Regions from separate parts of the Oryctolagus cuniculus genome. Here region 1 is linked to region 2. A link is a contact called in public Hi-C data. All regions are on one chromosome and are shown on one strand. The core of a region is the stretch at or near the end of the contact, and the rest is flanking DNA. Distances in the headings are between cores, read along the strand shown.

What was found. A called contact is a pair of places that touch in the nucleus more often than the background predicts.
Region 1: a Hi-C map of embryonic fibroblasts shows a contact between it and region 2, with 3 times the contacts expected there. The contact joins the enhancer-like site here to the promoter of SEPTIN7 in region 2. A contact is called at or near these places in 5 of 6 Hi-C or Micro-C datasets (ear pinna, embryonic fibroblasts, psoas muscle and 2 more).

What each region holds. Positions count from the first base shown.
Region 1 is chr16:26,513,688-26,519,279 of mOryCun1.1, forward strand. No RefSeq gene overlaps it. Among named protein-coding and RNA genes, the nearest start is that of EEPD1, 110 kb to the right of the region's middle. Within about 2 kb of position 2,419, at least 2 of the 8 cell types and tissues checked have an H3K27ac peak or open chromatin away from gene starts, as enhancers often do.
Region 2 is chr16:26,402,764-26,407,751 of mOryCun1.1, forward strand. It overlaps SEPTIN7 (septin 7), which reads left to right and starts at 1,379. Exons shown (of 12, transcript XM_070059718.1): 1 at 1,379-1,656. It overlaps HERPUD2 (HERPUD family member 2), which reads right to left and starts at 1,311. Exons shown (of 10, transcript XM_008261633.4): 1 at 1,197-1,311.

The sequences.
Region 1 (5,592 bases), core at 1,169-3,668, 110 kb after region 2:
ATTTATACTATATGACCTGTGGATTTCCCAGAATAGCTGTTATGATCTTTCATCACTCATGAAAAATTCAGGAAGGCATAGGAAAGAGCAGCCTATAATAAGCAAGGTGGGGCGGTGTCTGTTGTCCACCGTCACTGATGTTGTCTAACTAAAGCATCTCCTTAACTGATTTTAGATCTGCTAACTGGCTGACCCCTTTACTGCATGCTGGTAGAATTTTGCTGCCACCTAGTGGCATGGGATGTAATTGTTTCCTTTGCCAATTCGCTGGTGACTGGTGACTTTGATAATGAATTTGGCTTAAAGCTTATTTCTGTGTAGTTCAGATTGTAATCTTGAAATCTCAGTAGATAGATTCATTCCTCTTGGACTCATTAGCTGGTGTCACATTACCACCTGTACGTATTGATTCTACTGTACCTGTCCTATATTTTTACCCTCTTAGAAAAACCGATCTAGTAATAGAAGCCAGGGTGTATAGAAGGCCAGGAGTGGGGGAGGGAGGGAAAAATGAGGAAAGATGGCATGATGGCCGTGAATGCAGCAAGAGTAAAATGTTGATTTAGAAAGTTACATAGCCTGATCTTGTCTCCTTATTTTGAGCATGTATCCATGATTATAGGAATCAATAAAAACTAAATAAATGTACAACTATACTGTGAACACTATGAGACACTTTTATGCTTTTTTAAAGGAGAAACATTTTCCTATTTACTTGAGAGGCAGAGGTAGAGCTCCCACTTACTGGTTTATTCCCAAATGTCCATGACAGTCTGCGCTGGGCCAGGCTGAAGTCAGACAGGGAACTCAATGCGGATCTCCTACATGGGTGGTAGGAACTGCCTCCCAGTGTCTGCAGAAGCTGAGTCAGGAGCTGGAGCTGGGAGTTGAACACAAATGTGGGTTGGTTTAACTGCTAAGCCAATTGTCCACCCCTGAAACAACCCCAAAAAAGAAGAAAAAGGTTAGCATTCTGTTCCCAAGCCCCGAGCGAATCATCAGCACTATCTCCTTGGGTTGGTCCAGGTAGTGTGTGAACAGTTTGTAGTTGGATGCCCAGGGAAGGAGCTAGAGAAGATACTGCAGCATCCTAGTTGGTGGGGAAGGAGAATGTGTCTCCCACTGCTGTGAATTGAAACTCTGATAAAAAGCTTGCAGATGTAAGCAAAAGCCCTGTCTGAGGGGACTTCAGAAAATCATGGGAGAAAATGGGATTAGAAGATGTTGATTTTCATGCAAAAATTTTTGAAGTCCATGAATATGAGGAATCATCCAAAAAGTTTATAGAAAATGTGTGTTATGTAATGCATGGGTTTCAAATTTTTTTTATCAAAATGAACTTAGCTTTGAATCCCATTTTTCACTACCTTTTTGAAATACCTCCGTACTTCATGTAGAGTTTTTTCCATATCCTTGTAATAACAGCTAGCTAGCTATTGCACACTTACTATGTTCCCGACAGTAGTAGTTTTATCAGTATTATCTTCATCTAATCCTTAGTAGATAACTATCTTCCTTATACAGATGTGGAACCCAAGCTTTGGAAATTTTCAGTAACTTACCAATAGACAAGTGGTGACACACAGAGCTGGAGTTCGACTTAATCTTGGTGACAGCAGGACCCGTTCTGGCACCGGGTCTGCTGTGCGCCTGAGCTGTGTTCTGTAGAACCACTAGCACAAGCAGATGCTCACTGGTGAGGGCAGTCCTCTGGGGACCAGGCAGCCTGGAGTAGGAAACGTGCCTTCAAATCTTGCTCTATTTTTCCTTCCTGAATGTTGTTTCCTCTGCTATCAAGTCAAGCCTGCCCCTGCTTCCTGGTTAGAATTAAGAGTACATTGTGACAGCACAGGTGAAGGCATCGGGACCTTGAGAGAGTGTTTTAGGGCTGATGGAAGTGAGGATCTGCTAAGGCTGTGACCAAAAACTGTTTGTCCCAGTTATAGGTGATGATTCATTGCCAGTGCGTGTGCAGAGCGCCACAAAGAGCCGCTAGACCAACTTTGTACACAGAGCTCTCAGAATTGATGAAGTGTGTTTCCGCATGGAAGGGACACAGCTCTGGTCGGCAGGGGAAGGTGTGAGTGATGGGAGTTAGAGGTTCTCTCAGGAGTGCTGAGGTGGGTTTCAGTCTCTCGGGTGGAAACGCTGCTGCTTTTCAAGCACACTTTGTTCCCATGCTTTGGGATTCATCCATAGAATGTTCAAAGTTTAATGTTAGCTGTTGTCAGCAGAAAATGAGGGCTAGTAATTTCCTGTGTTCTTGAAGCTTTTCAAAGCTTCATGGGAAGAATGAAGACTATTCTTGGCCTGAACATTTGGCCTGGGGGTGCTGGGCCCAGCCAAATGGCTTTGTATCAGCAAAGGGTCAAGTGACAGAACGAGCCCTGTGCCAGGCACTCAAGAGGACAGGCTGAAACTGATACCTTGCTGGCCACACAGACTCAGAGTTGGTGGGCCTGTCCAATCTGATGGCACTGAAGCTTTCTGAAATCCCTTGGGCCGGGGTGGGGGGGGGAGGGCAGAGGTCTGTGAAATGTGGCATTCACATGGGAGAAGGGGGGACCGCGTGGCGAGTCAGAGCCGACAAACTTGTCTTTTCTCTCCCTCTTCAATGTGATTGTACAAACGTGTGGCTTAGTGTTTTCCAAAACAAAGCCAGAGCTAATATTGTTACCAACATTTCGGGTTGAAATCCTTAGACCTCTGGTTGCTGGCCATAGGTGCCAGGAACTCATATTGGCATTTTCTTTCCTGAACTTGTGCCCCGTTAGAGCCTAACTAGACCCCCACCCTCATACTCAGGTGCTTGGAAGATGGAGTGAAGCCACATGCTGTGGCTTCTCCCTTCTTAGGGGATTGGCCTGGTTACAGCTCCTGTTCCGAACTCTTCAGTTTGTGCTGGAGGGGGCTGAGTTCCCTCCTGCCAACTGGGAAGGAATAGTTTTTAGATAGTGTGCAAACTGGGAAGAAAGCCTGTTGACCTGGTCAAGAGACCTCACTTGGAAGTTTGTGGGAAAGGAACAGAACCGGCAAAATGCACCAGGTGTTTGTGGAATACCACCTGCTGTGTGCACGGGCTGTCAGTTATGGCCGGGGCATCCTGTGACAGCCATTGAACCCTGGGTAAAAGCCAGCAGACTTTTCACTGCCCAATTAAAACAGGATTGGTTACCATTGTTGCAGAACAGGTGCCTCCCATTTCTAGCCAGGGCAACATTTAAGCCACACTAAAGCTGTAACAGTAACATCTGTTCTCTCAGCTTTCAGGTGATAGGCAGGTGAGCTGAGCACTTGGCGGGCTGGTTCTCGCTGGGGAGTGCTTTTTGTGACCTGGTGGCAGCGCAACTTCTCAGAGTGCTGTTGCTTATGCAGCTTGCTTCCCTCTGGGAGGGGCTGTACAAGAGCCGGAGGACCAGAAGGCTGGCGCCTTGCATCCATCTTCCGATTAGTAAGCAGTTTTCCATAATGTCACAGTGAACATTTCTTGTACAGGTTTTACAAATGTACTTCAACATGAGCAAAGCCCCCAAATCCATGGCTTTTAGTTGGTTCACAAGCTTCTGGGGAGGCTGCTGTGTCTCCTGTCCCCTCTGCTCAGACCAGATGTCCCCACTGGCCAGACATAGGCCTCTGTGGACAACATGTTGACATTCCTACAGTGTGGTGATAGAGGAGAGAGCGGGGTCTCTCCGCCTGCTGTAGAGTTCCAAGACTCCAGGGAGGACCTGCAGCGGCACCAGTATGGAGGGCGGTACAGACACGGTCAGTGAGAACCGTGGGAGTCGGCACCCCTGCTGCCCTGAAAGCTGGTCTCCCCCAGGGATCCGGGTCAGTGAGGTGCCTGGGCCTCACACACTGGTGAGTGTAGCAGGGGCTCTGCCTGTGGTGGCTGTCCGTCTACACCCCTGCTGCCACACCCTGGGACCTGGACCCTCAGGAGCTCCACCTGGCTCCGTCCCTGCTCAGCTTGGATGTAGGTTTGCCGTGGCCAGATGCTTCCAGAGCCCTCCAGCCCAGGGCTGGCTTCCTGTTGGTAGCCACCACTCCTTGCCAAATGCCATTTCTCCGGTTCAGATTGTTAACAAGCTTTTTTCCTCCTTTGAACTTTCCATTTGGGCATGATTTCAGACTTAAAAAATGTACTTTTTTCCTGAAGCATGTTCGAGTCTTGCAGCTCTGATGTGTCCCTTATTCAAATACCTAGGCGCGCATTTCCTAGAAGGAGGAAATGGGCGAATGTAACAGCCCAGTGAGCAGCACAGGATGACTCAGGGCCCTCGGCAGAGCCCACAGCAGTTCATGGGTTCACGCTTACAGACCCGGAGTCTTGCCTTAGGTCCCTGTGCCCCCAGCCCCACTGTTTTGGAGTGAATCGCCAGACTCTCTGTGGGTAGATTGTGTGGAATCAGCCGGGGTCTAGGGGCCAGGGCCCCCAGCCCTTCCCTCTCTGCTGCGTGAGGTAGCCACGTTCACTCATTCCTTCCTTCTTCCGATCCGACCTCTGAGTGTGGGGTCGTCGCGGGGTCACGGAGAAGGCACAGGCGTGCACCTGCTCCACATGGGGCACGCCGGTGCCTGGGGCTCCGCTGGCCAGGAGCCCTTGGCCTCTGACAGCAGGGCAACACCGTCTGCAAAAAAGCGGTTTGGGTCGACATTTGCTTTCCCTTCTGCGATCCCGGGAAAGGCCCAAACCCTCAGGTTCTGGTGCCCACATCCTCTGTCCTGGGCGGCGCTGGGCCTTCCCGCTGTCACAGGGCTCCCGTGTTCTGCGGGAGGGCGATGGAGCCTCAGGCCCAGCGGCGCGCGCCAGCGGGCTCCTCTGCGCCCCCTGGCGGCCGCCGCTGCGCAGTGCCCTGACCCCCAGAGTCCGCCCAGCCCCGGAGACAACGGCCTTCTCTCCCACGTCACTCAGCAGGCAGATTTGGTTTCGGAAGTACCCCAGCGCCTGCTACCTTTTTAGATACTTAAGAAAATGTTGTAAGATTGTTACAAAAGAAAGAGCCTCTTGAAACAGAAGTGCACAGCCAAGCATAAAGAACACAGCAGTTCAACAGTTAACAAAACCGCAGACGTAGGACACGCAGCACCCAGCAGTTCCTTGCTGTGTGCCCGCCCAGGGAAGGCAGGGCCCGCAGCAGCACTGCGTGTGCGTGGGCACGGCAGCCGAACCAGGTGTCCTTCAAAGGATGAACGCGCAAGGAGAAAGGATGGCTCCGTGCAATGGAATTTATCCTAAACAACGGTCGTGGCGCGGCACGTTAAGCCGCTGCCTTCCATTATCAGAGTGTTGTAGGCGGCAGCGGTGGCCAAGTGCTTGGGCCCCTGAGCCCACCTGGGAGACCTGGAGGGAGTTCCTGTTGCTGCCATCTGGGGAGTGAACTAGTGGACTGAAGATCTCTTTCTCTCTTGTCTCTCCGTCTCTCTCTGACACTCTGCCATTCAAAACTAAACATAATTAAAAAAGAAATGTCATGGAGCGGCTAGGTGCTGCAACACACACAGACCATGACAATGTTATGCTGCAAGTGCAAGGACAACCCCGTGTGACTCCACAAACCCAGGCTCCAGAACAAGCTCAGCTGGGGGGGG
Region 2 (4,988 bases), core at 129-2,628:
ACCACATTTTCTGCACATGCTTTAGGTAGAAAAGAACACATTATAGATACAACTGAACCCTCCCTGTTACATTCCTTTCTCTTCTTCTCTGCAAGTAACCATTATTCTGAATTTGTTCCCTATCATTTCCTTAAACGACATTGACCTCACGTTATGTTTAAACTTTTATTTATGATATACCATACCCCCTTCTGCAACTTGTACCCTCCATATTATGTTAATTATTAATTCTCTCTCTATTTATATTAGTAACTTTAGTTCATTGCTTTCATTTAGTATTGTAACTTTGTCCAACAATGTAACTTATTCATTCACCCTATTAGTGGACACTTATTGTTTTATTAATATAAACTACGCCGCTAGGAACACTTGCGTATAACTTTGTATATGTATGTATATAAAACTCCCTTATAGTGTAACAGGAAAGCTCATTCACGTTCATGAACTACACCAGGAAGAGGGCCATCAGCTTCAAGAAAGGTACAGAAAACCCTGCCTGTGCCCCTGGGACACAGTGAGTGACTTTCACTAGGATGCACCTGGGAAGGCTCCAACAGGTACGGATACTCCCCGCTCCAGTACAAGATAACAGGTTAACCCCCGTGACTCTTCACGGGGTAACCCAAGTTTCGCGGCGTGTCCATTCATTTCCTCAACTACGGTGTGAGCTCACCGAGGACAGAGGCGGGCACATCAAAGTGACCCAACACCAGCGGGAGTCCGCAGTGGAGGCTGCGGCAGCCTTCCTCTGGGCTGTGCCAGGCCGCCAGCAAGTGACAGCGCCAGGAAATTTAGGGGCAACCAGGGAGGCCTACTCTCACTCTCCACCCCAAAAGTCAAGGAAGCCGAGGCAGCGGGGATAGATGCGGGTACAGACACCTGCCCCGAAGTGCCTCTTTTCACAAAACCACCGCAGGTCGGCAGCTCTTAGTTGGGGCGCGGATGCGGTCCCCGCCCTGAGGGAAGTCTCCCCGTCTGGCTCTTCCAGCAGCGCCTCTTTGCCTTACGCCAATTCCGTAAAGAGGCGCTGAGGCCAACCCGGCGGCTCCCGCAGCTCCAAAACCTGACGTGAAACTACGCGGGGCGGCCCTGGTGGCGGCCATCTTTAATCCGGGCAAGACCCCACCCTCGTACCGCACCGACCCCTCCCTCTAAGCGTCCCCAGAATTTTCAGCGGGAAATGTGACATGATTAACCTTAAGAATCAGTGTCGAAAAAATACGCCTCGACTATCCTTGACCCCGGGACAGGGTTGCCAAATCCGGCCAATTGAAACATGGCGGCCAAACCCGAGCAGCAACACGGCGCTGACGCCAATGAAGTCATGCTCGAAATGGAGCAAAGCGGCGGGGCAGCGGTGGAGCTGATCTCGCGAGATCGAAGCCTGTCTCGGCTCAGCCCGGAAGCCTCGTCCGAGGAGGCGGGCGGCGGAGGAGGGAGCGGAGTAGGGCGAGAGCCAGTGGAGGAGTCCGCCTGCTGTCGCGTGCGTAAGCAGGGCAGCGACGCCGAGCGGCTACGCCGCGAATTCTGCGTAGGCGGCTTTGGAGAATCGGCGGGCTGCGCTGCGCCGGGGCTGGTCGCGGAGGGGGGAGGGGATGTCGCTCAGTGCGAGATCCGCTGCTGCTGAGGAGAGGAGCGTCAACAGCAGCACCATGGGTGAGTCTCAGCTTTGGGCCGCCACGACTCGCGGTCTGCTGCTCCGGACGCCGAGGGGGCATCGCGGCCGCTGGCTCGGGCCGGGGGAACGCCCTGGGGCGAGGCGGGGGGCACTGGTGAGGGGAGAAGGGGTGGGGGGCGACGGCGGGCCCGGGGCGCGGCGGCGGCGGGCCCGGGGGGAGGGGAGGCGGCGGCGGTGACAGTTTGAATTGAACGTGAGGAGAGCCGAGGCGGCGGCATTTCCTGTGCCGCGGCGGGCGGGCCCGGGGCGCGGGGAGAGCGGAGCCGCGGCCTCCGCGCTCGGAGCAGCCCGAGGGGGTCGCCTTCGCAGAGCCCTTTTGCCTCCCTCGGCTCCTCCCGGGCCCGCTGGCCCCCGCGGCCCTGCGTCCTCACGTCGCGGGCCGCAGCACCCTCGGCGGCGGTCTCCTGGCCGGGGAGCGGGCCCGGCGGCGAGGGTGGGGATGTGTGCGCGCCGGGGCGCGGGTGCCGAGTGGGCCGGCCCAGGAGGGCGGCGGCGGAGGGAGGAAGAAGGATGCACCAGGCTGGGGCTGCGGTGGAGGCGGCGGCCGCTGCAGCTCCAGCAGCCCGCGTCGCTGGCTCGCCTTCCCCTCCCCGCCTCTGGGGTTGCCTTTCCCCTGGCGCTGCCGGAGGGCCGGTGGAGGGCGGGCAGGTCTTGTGGACCAAGGATCGGAAGCTTGGTTTGGGATTTGGGCATAATTTTTAGGAAAAGGGAGAAGAGAATGTCTGGGAAGGGCGCCCTCCGGAGGAGGTGGAAAGGATGGGAAGGGTCCCTGGGAAAGGGAGGAAGCGGGGCTACAGACTGGTAAAGTTTAAGAAAATTAATTTTTGAGTCTACTTTAAGTATTCTTAGTTATTCTCCTAAGAAGTCCTTCATTTCCTTTCCTCCCCCACATATTGGAAAAAGAGCAGACCAATTCATTCACATTTTCCACTCCCGAGTTCCATTTCATACTCCATAATATGAAATGAGCAACCCATTTGCTAAGTTACTTTTTCAGAGTACAGTTTCAAATCTGGTTTTCATAGTCGTGGGGAAAGACTTTGTGTTGTCCAGGTGTTTGCTTAGTTACAGAAATAATAACTTATTATTTACATTCTTGCCAGTTTATTGCCAGTTTAACAGTTATTTCTTTTGGCTTTGTTATTTGAAATGAAAGAATATCTTCCTGAGTGCCCTTTAGAATATAAATGAACAGACAGTCTGGATACACAAGCATTTCACTTGTTTCACATATTTTCCGACCTGCAGGTGATGTGTATAGTCTGTTGTTTTTCCCCCTAAAGTTTATGCTCAAGTTGGGTTTAAGTGTAAAGGTAGCCATGACATTCATGGAATTCTCATAGGCTGAAGGATGGGCAGGAACAGTTTCTGTGTCAGTGCTGCCTGGATTCCTTTTCTTTTAACAGCAAGGGAAGGAGGCAAGAGGTGGTGTGATGGGGCGGTGGCAGAGGGTGGGCAGGACACAATCTTTCATCCCACCCAGCTGTTCAGTGGGTGGGGCTAGAGGAGGTAGGGTTGAGTGGAGCTATGACATAAATGTGGAAGGCATTTGGTACACAACTATGAAAGTATGAAAGGTAATATTATCAATAGAGTGTTTTAAAAGTTTGTTATAAAATTTATTATTTTGGATTTGTGCATTTTCCTGTATAGAAGTCATCTTAAATAAATTTGTACGACGGCTTTTTTTTTTAGTAAATTATTTATTTATTTATTTATTTATATGAAAGAGTTACAGAGAGAGAGAGAGGTCTTCTATCTGCTGTTTCACTCCCCAGATGGCTGCAATGTCCTGGGCTGAGCCAGGCCAAAGCCAGGTGCCAGGAGCTTCTTTGCGTGGTGACAAGGACCCAAACACTTGGGCTGTTTTCTGCTGCTTTTCCCAGGTCTTTAGCAGGGAGCAGGATAAGAAGTGGACCAGCTGGGGACTTGAAATGGTGCCCATATGGAATGTTGGTGTCACAGGCAGTGCCACAACACCGGTTTCTGTATTAGGACTTTTGAACTAGTATGAGACAAGGTAGGACTCCTGTCAGACCGTATGACAGTCTAGAAGGTTACACTATAACAACAAAGTTGGGTGAGGAAAGAGGGAGAAAGAAGAGTTATATTTGTGGCTTCTAAAGTCTCAGTAGTGAGGAGTGCTCAGATAGATGTCCAATCTGAATAATGAATATGGTAGAGTAGGCTGGCTTTACATTTTATTAGAATTTTATGGTATACCTTTTCACTGTTGACTGTCGTCTAGGAATTGCCAGTAGAGTGTTGTTACCTGACTAAATTGCCAACTGAGAACTCTTTCAAATTCTGACTCAATAATCTAACTTCAATTTTTTATTAGAAGTTAAAATTTTTAACTCAAACTATGCATTTGTTTATGCCTTTTAGTAAGTTTTCAGACAGACTTTTTGGTGTATTTTTCTATACTGTTAGGCTGTAAATTACATTAGATTTTTTTGTCCAGTGGAAACTGATGTAGAAAAATTGTGTTTAAAAGAGTAGAACTTTAAGGTAGCATGATTATGGGTTTGGCTTGCCTGATGCAACTATACTGTTACGTGTAGACAATTGGATTCTATAATAGTGCTTTGAAGAATGCTGGTTATGACCCGTTTGTGACTCTTAAAATCAATTTTGTGATTTTCTACTGATACTTAAAAAAAAAAAAACAAACAGAAAATAGCAGGACCTTGCATTTGTATGGATTTTTTGGAAGCAATTAATTTTTGTAAGTATTGTTTATTAGGTTAGGGCTTTTTTTCCCCCAAGGATTATGATTAAAAAAAATGCAGTATGGATGGGTCATAGGTCAAGTCTGAGGTCTTTAAATCCTATGGTAAGGGTTGGAGGTATTGGTGTGCAACAATTGAGTTGTTGTAGTGTTTTCTTATTTTGGATTCATTTATTTTGTACTCCATGTAGCTGTTGTAGCTAGAGAGATCTAGGGTCTACTTGTGCTTCAGAGAAGGTCATTCCCCAAAGCCAGGTGGAAAGAGTGAGTCCTAAAAGAAAATAGTAACATTCTACTGCTTAGAACTTTGTGGAGAAATGTTCATCTCCTCTCCTCTCCTCTTCCTTCTTATTTTCTTCTTTTTTTTGTGGGGAGAGGTGTGGAGAGGGCACTTCTCTTAGACTTGCATTATCAGATATGTATAGACACTAACTTTTGAGTATGGACCTAGGGAAAAGGGTCCAAGAGGTAGCTTGGCTTGCTACCTTAGACCTAACACACACAAACTTGTGTGACACATAGCTAGTGCAGTTGTGCTTTGCAGAGGCAAGGATTGAGTTCAAAATCTGTATAATGGAA